3 separate regions of the Gossypium hirsutum genome follow, and all the other regions are linked to region 2. A link is a contact called in public Hi-C data. All regions are on one chromosome and are shown on one strand. Each heading gives the region's core, a stretch centred on a gene start, on an enhancer-like site or on the middle of the called end of the contact. The rest is flanking DNA. Distances are from core to core; before and after follow the strand shown.

The links. A called contact is a pair of places that touch in the nucleus more often than the background predicts.
Region 1: a contact with region 2 is called in a Hi-C map of leaf, with 2.4 times the contacts expected there. The contact joins the promoter of LOC107888707 here to the promoter of LOC107888720 in region 2. A contact is called at or near these places in 8 of 34 Hi-C or Micro-C datasets (callus, hypocotyl and leaf).
Region 3: a contact with region 2 is called in a Hi-C map of leaf, with 5 times the contacts expected there. The contact joins the enhancer-like site here to the promoter of LOC107888720 in region 2. A contact is called at or near these places in 2 of 34 Hi-C or Micro-C datasets (hypocotyl and leaf).

The regions. Positions count from the first base shown.
Region 1 is chrA09:15,176,318-15,180,271 of Gossypium_hirsutum_v2.1, reverse strand. It overlaps LOC107888707 (transcription factor GTE8), which reads left to right and starts at 1,359. Exons shown (of 10, transcript XM_016812884.2): 1 at 1,359-3,650; 2 at 3,803-3,851; 3 at 3,942-3,954. The coding sequence starts at 2,424.
Region 2 is chrA09:15,387,076-15,390,863 of Gossypium_hirsutum_v2.1, reverse strand. LOC107888720 reads right to left here and starts at 2,027. Exons shown (of 2, transcript XM_041077803.1): 1 at 936-2,027; 2 at 1-751. The coding sequence starts at 1,901. The coding sequence ends at 999. All of the region lies in intron 1 of LOC107888721, which reads right to left.
Region 3 is chrA09:15,252,551-15,256,515 of Gossypium_hirsutum_v2.1, reverse strand. No RefSeq gene overlaps it. Among protein-coding and RNA genes, the nearest start is that of LOC121206861, 69 kb to the left of the region's middle. Within about 2 kb of position 2,550, at least 2 of the 9 cell types and tissues checked have an H3K27ac peak or open chromatin away from gene starts, as enhancers often do. A contact at or near this core is called in hypocotyl and leaf, where this site is marked.

The DNA of each region.
Region 1 (3,954 bases), core at 110-2,609, 210 kb after region 2:
TATTTCTAATAATTATTTTCGAACTCAATTTACTAAGACGGAGGCCCGATATTATACTTTTCCGATGCCCGTGAATTTTGGGTCATTACATTTTATCTCGGATTTGTGGTCCTGAAACCACTATTCCGATTAGGCCCTAATTCGGGATATTACATCTAACATGAGTCAATTGCTCATCATGCCTAAATTTGATAGTCACTATCTTATCAAGGTTAGAGATGAACATAGCCTAGATGAACATAGCCTTTGTTGACGGGACTGACTTCATATTTTTGTTTAACTTTTCATGGTTTGTTATCCATGAAGAGAAAAAGAGAGAGATTATCATTTTTTTAGTCGAACCTTTAAAACATGTACAAAAGTGATTTGAGTTTTTTCAAGTGTCAAACTTTACGAATGAAATGTTGTGTTTATAGGATTAAATTATAGATTACATGATCTTGGATACCATATGCGATATTATAGCGGAGAGTGAATTGGTTTGTGGTGTTGACCATTTTTGCTCAAACAAGAACTTTGAGACATTTGATAAGAGTTGAATCTTTTATGTGCCATGTTGTATATGGGTGTAGAAAGTCGGGTAGACTATACCTAGGTTGAGTGAGGTTTCTATAATACCTATGTAGAACAAAAACAAGCTTTTATCCAAAAAAAAAAAATTCTAATTTTTATTTAAATAATATCTTGAAATTTGAAATTTAATTTTTTTAATTTAATATAATTTGATCTCTTTGTTTTTATTATATTATTAGTAGGTTAAAATTGATAACACTATTATTTATTGTCGTTATGACATAATTTTTAGATAAAAAATAAAAATTAAATATTTGATTAAAATGTGAATTTTGTTACTAGTTGACTAGATTTTTCATCGATTGTGTAATTGAGTAATAATTTTAAAAAAATATTATTACTTTAATGGTAGGAATAAGAGAAATAATAGGGAATTAAGGAACTATCCTAAGTACATTGTGATGCAGTTCGTGAATCCCTTCATTTAAAGGCGAAGTGAAAACTGAAAGATTCGGTAGCATGGAACTAGCCATTCGACATAGAGCACCAGCTGCTTTATTGCCTTCCCCGTAAGTGTGAATGGTGCTATTAATGACATCATAAAAAAAATTATGGGAAATTGAAGTAGAAGGAATAAATTTTGAATTTTAGAATAGTACAGGGACTAAAACAATAATTGACAAAAAACAAATTTGAATGATTAATAGTGCTAAATCAGCATGCCAAAAGCGGACGTTCGAGATCGATCTTAAATCGAACCGTCCGTTGACTTTCATCCTGAATCTAGCGGTCATAATTTCTCCAAAAGAAGCAAAAGCCCTTTAAATAGAGAGACGAGATACGAAGTTAAACTCCCTTCCTGATCTCGCCAATAATCTTTTTCGATCCAAAATTTTAAAATTCAATAAAACATTTTTCCTTTCTATTTTAAGAATATTAATTATTAGTTTCTCTAGGGTTTCTTGATCTAGAGTTTTCTCCTGTTTGTGCCTTTTTTTTTTGCTTCTCTCTTTTACTTTGTCGGCGAAACGATTGAGGAAGGGAAGAAAGGGTTCTCGACATAGGAGGAACAGTGAGCGAGCAGTGACAGACTGGTAATTGTTACTGGTTTCTTATGGGTTTTAGATTTCTTTTTGGATCCGGGTTTGGGTTTTATTCTTAGGGCGAGAGGGGTTTGATATTGGATTAGGGTTTTTGTTGTATCAAGCTTCTTCTGTTGTAAAGATTTGAGGCTTTATCTAGTAAATGATACTATATATTTTCAATTTAAATCAGTAAGCTAGTTTTTCTACTTGCAATTTTAGCTTTCCTGCATGATTGAAATTTTATTAAATGCGAATTTCGCGTTCTTGCCTTTTAGGTGTTTTATAGAGTTCAATATGGTGGGTTTTTTTCTTAATTAATGTGGTGAATTTGGGGTTTCTAAAGATGGGTAGTGTAAATAAAATTCAGGATCTGGGTAAATGCAGGTAAGAGCTGCTTTAATTGAACTGTGAATAAGTTCAATTTATTCTCGTGCTGTTTAATTCCTTTCCCATCGTCGGGAAAATTTTAAATCTGGATTTATTCACTGTGGAATGGGAGAATTTGGTTCCTATTAATGTTCTCTTCTCTAGTGTTTAATCTAGTGAATTTGTGTCTTTCAAAAGATAAATAGTTCAAGAAAGTATTCACAATGGTTAAATATTTTATATTTGGGTAAGTGCGGTGGGAATTGATTTAAACTTGTTTAAAACTTTTACTGACCTTTACTCTAGTAGTTGTAGTTAAAGGGTGGATTTATAGTTACTCTAGAAAATCAGATGGGATAATTTTGCTCCTATGGCTGATATCTTCAGAGTGCGGCAATTAAGTCAGCAGCTCCTTTACACTGAATAAAGGGATATAAGAAGAAAGGTGCTTTGGCTAAGATGTTGGCAAAGCGTGATAGGTTTGCAGGAGAGTATTACTGTGGCCCGTATGAGCCTCCTGGTGAATCAGAGGGATCTGGTAGCTCAGGAAGAATTGATATGGAGTTTACTGCTTCAGAAGATTCAAGTGCACCGCAGAGAAAATGTATCAGTTTGAACCCTGATAAACTTGGCACCTTTGGTGTCCGTACGGAAGTGCTGTCACTGTCAAAATTGTCACAGTTTGAAAGAAAGGATTTGATGCATAGGTTGAGACATGAATTGGAGCAGATTCGGATGCTTCAGAAGAAAGTTGAGTTGCAAAGGACAAATGGGGTTACTGTGTCATCTTCCAGTGATATTCTTAGTTGCAGCAATGGACAAATTTTACCTCACGCACGGGATTTTCAGAAATCATCCATGATGGCTTCTGGACCTGGGAAGAAAGGGAATCCTTTGAGTGGCAAGGCTCGTGCGTTTAATCGGACTTTTTCAGGAAAATCTGAGTCTGCAAAACATGCTTCAGCATCGAACACCTCAAATATGATGTTGATGAAGCAGTGTGAGGGTCTTCTAAAACGACTGATGAGCCATCAGTATGGGTGGGTCTTCAACCAACCGGTAGATATAGTCAAGTTGAATATTCCAGATTACTTTACTGTTATAAAGCAGCCCATGGACCTAGGAACGATTAAAAAGAAGATGGCATCAGGGGCATATGCAACCCCTTTGGAGTTTCATGATGATGTGAAGCTTACTTTCAGTAATGCAATGACCTATAATCCCCCTGGAAATGATGTCCACATTATGGCTGATACCCTTAACAAGTTTTTTGAGGTAAGGTGGAAAAACATTGAGAAGAAGTTACCAGTTACTGGTACCCAGTTGGTACAAAGTAAAGCTCCTTCTGAGGACATAGAGACTTCTAAGCCTATGCCTCCTGCAAAAAAGAGGAAGACAACCTCAGTGACCCAGGAAATTATAAAGGAACCTGTAAAGAGGATGACGGACGAGGAAAAACACAATCTAGGCAGACAACTGGAATCTTTGCTCGCAGAAATGCCTACACATATCATTGATTTCTTGAGAGAGCACAGTTCAAATGGAACCGAATCTGGAGAAGAAGAAATTGAGATTGATATTGATGACCTCAGTGTTGACACCTTGTTCACTTTGAAGAGACTTCTAGATGACTATTTGCAAGAGAAACAGAAAATCCAAGCAAGAGGTGAACCTTGTGAAATTGAGGTACAAATCCTCGCATAATAAAGGCTGAAAAATCAGTACCATTGCTTGCTTTTGATGCTTCAAAATACACTCATATATGTATGTAAATGCAAAGTGGTTGAGTTCTACTTATATTCTTTTTTCTTTTTTTTTGGGGAAAATTTCTGATGCAGCTAATTAATGAATCTGCACCGAGTAATTCATCCATGCAACAAGGCAAAGGTCATCTTTCAAATCCTAGTGCATAATAACCCCCTTCTGAGGTATGTTTTCTTTCTGACTTGGTTTTCTGTTTGACTTTTTTGTTTGCAGGGAATGACCAAGT
Region 2 (3,788 bases), core at 778-3,277:
TTCTACTATAGTTTGCTAGATCGTGGCAGACACAGTTGTTAGCTGTGAAAACATAGACGTCCTAGTAATCAACATAGTTTGTTTAATTTGGAGGGTGCATGATAACATTATTTATTTCAGCTCTTTTATCGATCCTAGCTAGCTCTAGGGTGCATGGCTGAACATAAACTCAAAATCCGAAAACATAGACAAAATCTCTAGCGCATATGAAGCACAAGAGCTCAAGGCATTGAGGCCAAAAACCCAAAATCAAGCACCCAATCCTCATATCACACCACAACCAAAACCTTTATCAACTCAATTAGTGAACCAACCTACCTACCAGCCAAAATCAGCAAACTCCACAAAAAACAATACACCTCCTCTTCACCAGTTACTCTAACCTAGCCATTATATAATATATACATATATCATTAAAGTAGCCTAGGTTATCTAGCTTTATCCCGACACATACACATGCATATATTTACATATAATTTTTTGTGTAAACCCAATATATCCCGTCATATCGAACTCATATTTTTACTATTATGTGATAAAGTCGCTATCACCTCAACAGTTTGTTGGTTATATGTATATAATATATATCCTGGGGTTGTTTTAATTGTATCGAGATTGAGTAGCATCCACCACCTGTCCAATACTTGTCCCAATAAAATTAAGAGATGAAAAAGAAAAAGGAAAGTTATTCGTACCAGCTGCCAGCAAATCTTGCTTTGCCAACCCAACACTTTGCTACTAACACTATAAACTACACAAAAATATAGATTTAATAAAAGCAAAATTCAAGAGTTCAGGATTCCTAAGAATATGGAGATTGATTGGTTAATAGTTAATAATTCACCCCATTTGTTTTTGCTTGTTTGCTTTGTGTTTAGTCTTCATTTTTTCTGTTGAATTCTCTTCTTTTTACTAAAATAAACAGTCCACATTACCTGATTATTCTATTAATTTGCTTCATTTCCCCCCTTATTTACTCCTTTGAATCCTCATTTCCCTCACCGGCCGAGACTGAGAGCAGCCTCGACGTCCAGCCGCCACGCTAAACAACCACCACCACCACTGCCTTCCATTTTCCAGACATCACATGGCAACATCCTTGAGAACTTCTCCTTGTGCCATGTATACTGCAACCTTACCTTGCATGAAAATGCAGTGCAAAACCTAGGCAATTCTTGTTTGAACACAAGCCAGACCATTATCTCCGGTGGCGGCCGGCCGTCATTTGCTTCCCCTACTACCATCAACATCCTCTTGTAAGCTCCATTAACCCACTGAACCCTATTCAAACCATCTGATATAAACCCTGGACACGTGTCACTCTCCAGATTCTTTATCATCTCCACGTCCGTACTCCCTAGCTGTCTCACTTCCATGCAACTGTCCGTCACGCTCTCCACCGTCACCCACGACTCCACCACCGTTGCTTTCCTCGTTTGACTCATCAGAACCGTCCGATTAGGTTCTTCCACAGCTCCCAAACGATCAACCCAACGGTTATTGAAGTTCAAGTTACATAAATAAAGTGGATCTTGATTTTCCCCCAAAACTCTACCGTTTTGATTGTTAATCGATCCGTTCCCTTCAGTTTTCTCAGGCAATAGCTGCAAAGTAACAATCGTCTGAGGATTGTTTGAAGCTTCATCATGATGAGCTTGATCTGACGATGATCTTTTCTTTCTTCTCATATTATTCTTTCGAACCCTAACGTACTTTCTTTTAGCTCTTGGATTACAAAGCAACAAATTTTTGTTATCAAACCGAACCCCATCAGAACCTGACTCACCGGAAACCGGTTTAGGGGCTATCGGCCGGAATCTTAACATTATCGGGTTTATCACCATCTTATCTGGTGCACCACCTGCGTAGCTAACCCTGCTCCGCTTCTCTTCACCGTTCATCTCTCTGACGCCGTTTAAACCACCTCCAGAATAGAATCAAAGCTTCGCTTCCCTTCTTGTCGCTTCCCACCTGTGTAGCTAACTCTGCTCCGCTTCCCTTTTTTTTTTTTTTCCAGAGGGTTTTGGTTATGAGAAGCGATAATCTAGCGGCAAATTAACAGAGAAGCAACACGTGGCTAGGGCAAGAAAGGAACAGCTGAGTGTTTTGATTGGTCGAAAGTTAAGAGGTGGAACCCAAATGAAAAGTAAGAGGGTCCACAGACAGAACCAATGGGAAGAAGGCTAGTGTACAGCACTGCCGAAAGAGAGGGACACGTGGGCATTGTCTAGAGAGCAGAGTATTTTTCTACTGTTGAATGAAATGGAAAAGAGCACAAAAGGGGGAGGTTCGAGAAAGTGGACACATGGTCCTTGTTCATTAGCTTTCTACCTCTAAATTCGGTGCCTATTGTTTCATATCTTAATGCCTCCACTCGCCACTTCTCGCCGTGATCCCACCTTCCTTCCAACTAATCACAGTAGTAAATTTTCAAATCTCTTTTACAAATTTACTATAAAAATAAATTTATAACCAAATTATTAAAAAATTCAACAGAAAATGAATTTTTTTAACAATTGTAAGAATTATAATTACACCTTGCAATTAAAGAAATTGTAATTCCTTCACCTCAATAAAACCACTAATTATAATAAATAGCTAAACACATGTAATTACATCCGATGGAATTACTAACTTTTATTCATAAAATAAAATTTATTTTTTAAAGATATAAAAATTATTAATTTCACGTTCTTTAAGGTTATTATATATATAAAATAATATTTTATATATTTAAAAAAGAAACAACTAAATATATATATTTGAAAAGTTTATGTATGTAACAAACCTAATAAGAATTAATAAAATAATTTTCACTAAAAATAAAAGAATCGAAGAGGAATATCTATGTAAAGTTGGAAGTGAATAGTTAAATGGAGTGAGGGTCACTTGGCAAAAAATGGCGCGTGGAAGAGTTGATATAATGAAAGGAAACAAGAAAGTAGGAAGAGGGACGCGTGGCGGATTCGATAAAGATGTGAATGGATATTATGGGTTAAAGATTTGTGACGTCATCCGATTTTATTTGAAAGGTGTTCGCATTATGGGATGGGAAAACGGGTTGGTTGGGGATGTCTGCTGTTGCCACGTGCTTATTTCATAATTACTTTCAGATTATTTTAATAATAACATTGTTTTTTACTACAAGAAACACAGTTACTATTAAAAATGCCTTCCTAAAACAAATTCTGTGTTTGCTTTTAATTTTAGGCATCGTATTTTAGGATCGATTCACCTTAAAGTTAAAAACTTAAGAGTGACTTGAGATACTCTTTTTTTTAATTCAATCATTATATTAGCTAAGCTATAAATAATTTTTGTTTTTAAATTTACAAGGATTTTCTTACGTTTTATTGTTTTATTTATTTATTTATTTAAAACAACATAAATATACTTTATGCTATTTAATACATAAAAATATATGCATTGATTGAGGTTTCATTTTTTATTTTAGATTTGTAAATGTGTGACATATTAAAAATCATAACTATATTTAATACAACATTAATTTCAAATAATGTATTTAATATATCTCTCTAAGATTTATTTCCTATGGAAAGGGCCTTCCTTTTCTGGTCCATGAAATGGTCTATTTATAAGCATTGATTGATTGTACTTAAAAACACTTTTACATTAAAAATTAGCTTCAATGTTTTATTAATTGCATTATTCTTCCTGTTATTTTTTTTATTTGTTAATGTCTTCAATTTTACTCATATTTTTACTTGGTTTTTTCTATCAATAATTTATATTCGAATTTATCTTTTATTTTATTTTTGGTTACAAGT
Region 3 (3,965 bases), core at 1,301-3,800, 130 kb after region 2:
CCCACAAACATAATTTTGATTTAACAAGCACATACGTAAACGTCATCACGAAATTTCACTTTTAATGTACAAATGGCTTATCAGAATATTGTATTACCAAAATCATATATCAAATCATAATGTCATATTCTCGGAACATATTTCAGATCAGAATACCATAATTTCTATAAACATATATCAAACTAGAATGTCATGTTTCCGGAAACACATATATCATATCAGACCAGAACAAATGCAGATACAGATCCTATATTATCTGCTACACACCAACTCCATCCAATCAATCACACCAATTAGTACTTCAAGAGTCTATCCATCCAATCACACCGGGTCATGGTGGTATGCCACTCATAATAGTGTAGCTGAGCTCTCAAACATATATTGCAGTTTAACAGTCGAAAATGCAGTAATACTGCCTGAAAACATTTTCTCCAACAAATCAGAACCGACCCCAATGCATATGAAAAATCACGTTAACATACATATATTTCACATAGGTTGTATGACACACATACATAAATATATATTATACGGAGCATAACATAACACATAATTTATACAAATCATAGCATATCATATTACACAGGTGAATTGGATAGCTTATCAAAATAGATAATAGAATACATATAACACTCATGGTTTACAAAATAGCCATAGTTGACTAACGTACCTACTTATAGCTAATCATAATGTATTATTATACTTATCGAAACCTATTTAACATACCTCCTACACTTACCCATGTTTGTTTACAAAAACTTATGCTTTTCTAGGCCTACATAATGCCCACGGACCCAATTTATGAGTCTCCTAATTGAGCCTAAAAATTGGCCCCAAAAGCCTACATGGTCTGCATGATTTCACACAACCGATGCCCCACGGCCTACCCACATGGCCTGCATGATTTCACACGGTTGTGTGCCCTACATGGCCTACCCATATGACTTGCATGATTTCACGCGGCCGTGTACCCCACACGATCTTCTAAAACAGCCCCTGATTCACATTTTATCAAGTTTCAAATGATGAATCAGGTTAGTTTCACACACCTGATTTTTTATTTGATCGAATATGCGACAAGAAATTCCAAAAACCTACAATTGTTCATCACCTGTACTAATTAAATGAAAGAAAAATCATCTCCAATTCACATCGATTAAATCGAAATTTCAGATCCTAAATTACAAATTGCTTACTCACCTATTCGAAAAAGCGTTCCACAATCAAGCCTACTTTGCTGGAGGGTCTTGATTTACACCCTTTTTGTCTAACAGAAACCACAGAATTACCACTCATCATACCGAACAAAAATGATATCAAAACAACAATACCTTATTAAAACGAACTAAAAGCAAAATCTCAAGAAAAATAACTAAATGATACTTACCCTTTGCATGAACTATTATTCAAGAGATATAACCCACACGAATGCAAACAAAAATTGATTAGTAGAAGTCAAGAACCAACTAAACAAGAAGCGAAAAAGAAAGAAGAAACATGGAGGAAAAAAGAAAGAAGAGAAAAGACAAAAGAAAGAAAATAAACATGGAAAATATAGGGGGCTGGACAGTTATTATTGGGAGCAAAGATAGGAATATCTTTTTTATTGTTAAAACAAAAACAAATAAAAATAACTTAAAATATTTACCATTTTGCTCAAGCAAAGATTCAAACATAATAAGACCAAAGAGAAAGCTGAAACCTAAACACTAAACCAGTAGACTCAACCTTAACATTAAATGAGCAAAAATAATTTATAGATTAGATGTTCAAAGAAGGGTTTAAGCAAAAATAGCAAAAATACAAGGCAAAAGATTCAAATCCAAAACCTCTCATACACATACACAACACTTATCCACTAAACCAAATTAATTCCTTTGACATAATTTCACAATTTCAATTTCTTCTAACCCGATTTTCAGAATGTAACAGGTATGAAGAGATGCCAAATGGTATTAAAATTTCAAAATATTATTAAAATTTTTATTTAATTACATAAATTTTAATTATGTTAAAATTGATTTTTTTTTAATATTTATATTTGATTTAATTAGAAAATGTCTATTTTATTTGCTAAAATATATATTATCATAATAGTTAAAACCTATACATCATCCGGATCAAAAACTAGTTTATATTAGGTAACCTGATTACAGTGGAATTTTATAATCCATTTTTATTATGCAATTGAATGGAAAAAATAAAATAAAAAACTTAATTAATGAGGAAGTTTTAAAGGGTAATGCCAATTTTATTACTAATAATAATAATAATAGTGGATTGGGTTTTCACTTTCATTGACATCTAAAGAGAATCAAAAAAAAAATCTTCCAATAAAGATGGATAAGCATGCAATGCCAATAATTCAATCATGCAATGCCAATAATTCAAAAACTACTTAGTGATCTAAGTTTCTTTAAATTTAATTATTCTTTTTGGTAAGATTTTGACGTTTTGTTCAAAGTTAAACATGTACGGAATGGCCTACTTGGCTATTTCTTTGCAAATGCTTCGATCATTGAAAGCCGCTGTAGCCTAGATGCCTAAACGGGCTAAGACTAAAATATATGACCCATATTCTTGGGCTCATAATAAATGATGACCCAAGTCATTATGCCATATTATATTAATATACTTTTTCATCATAAAATCTAGTATATATATCTATCTAATCATATATATACGCTATAGCAATGTGAGATTTATAAAATAAATAAAAAATAGTCATGTTTTCATACAGTTTATTTTTTATGATAATTCGATTGTGAATGTATTTGAAAGTTTTTAAACTGATCTAATGTTTAGTACTACTCATAACTCATCTCAACCCTTAAATAGGAGGATAAATACGCTTCAATACACTCAAACTCACGTCCTCCTGCACTGGCAACAATGTCCATACCAACCAAGCTAAGACTCAATCGACTTATAATTTTTTATATGTTAAATATAGAGTTGATTTTAAATAAATTATCTCTTTATTTTATGATTTTACTTAATTGGATTAATTTTTAAGTTGTGTTTGGAAAGCCACATAATAATTAAATTTGAGTGTAATTGCTTATAATTACATAAGAGTTGCATCTTTAGCTAACCATTGTAATTGGTGAGCATAATTAAATTTAGTGTACTTGGAGCACCCTAATTACACTTTTCAATTCTTAAGTTTAGAGTAATTAGGCAGATAATTACATTCAAATCCAATTACTCTATGACTTTCCAAACACTCATATATGATTTAGCTTTAAAAATTTACTTTTTATACAAGTTATATTACAAACATGACCATGTACGAATGTTTAGGATAACTATGGGTAAAAAAGTTTTAAAATTATATTATAAATAAATATATATATTATAAAAACAATTTATATTTATTTTATAAAGTTATAACAAAAAAATTTGTACTATTTAAATCCTAAAAAGTTTCTAATATTATGGCCGAAAAGTATATTATAAAAAATAATTTATGTATTATAAAAGTGTTATAATGTACTTATTTATGAAAAAAATGGTTAAAAAATATAAACATAACTTATTTACATGTTCATCTTATATTATAAAAATAATAATATACTTACTTATTAAAAATGTTACAAACTTTTTTTTATAACTTATTTATAAAAAATAATTTTCTGAAGTTACAACAAAAAGTAATATTATTTATAAAAAGCGTTATAGAAGTTATTGAATATTTTATAAAATCTTATTTTATAAAAAAATTATATTATTTTAACCTAATTTAAAAGGTTATAATCTAGTTTAATTTTTGCTCTAAATTAAGTTATATTAAAATTTTATAATTAAAGTTATAGACCATGAACCCAAATATTATATAATAGATACTAGTTATGTAAGTGTAAAAGATTTTCTCGCATGCATGGGGTATGATACCATTTGAGAGAATGGAACCAAACACAAGCACCAGAGACGACTTGCAAACTCTTTAATTTGATACATTCAAA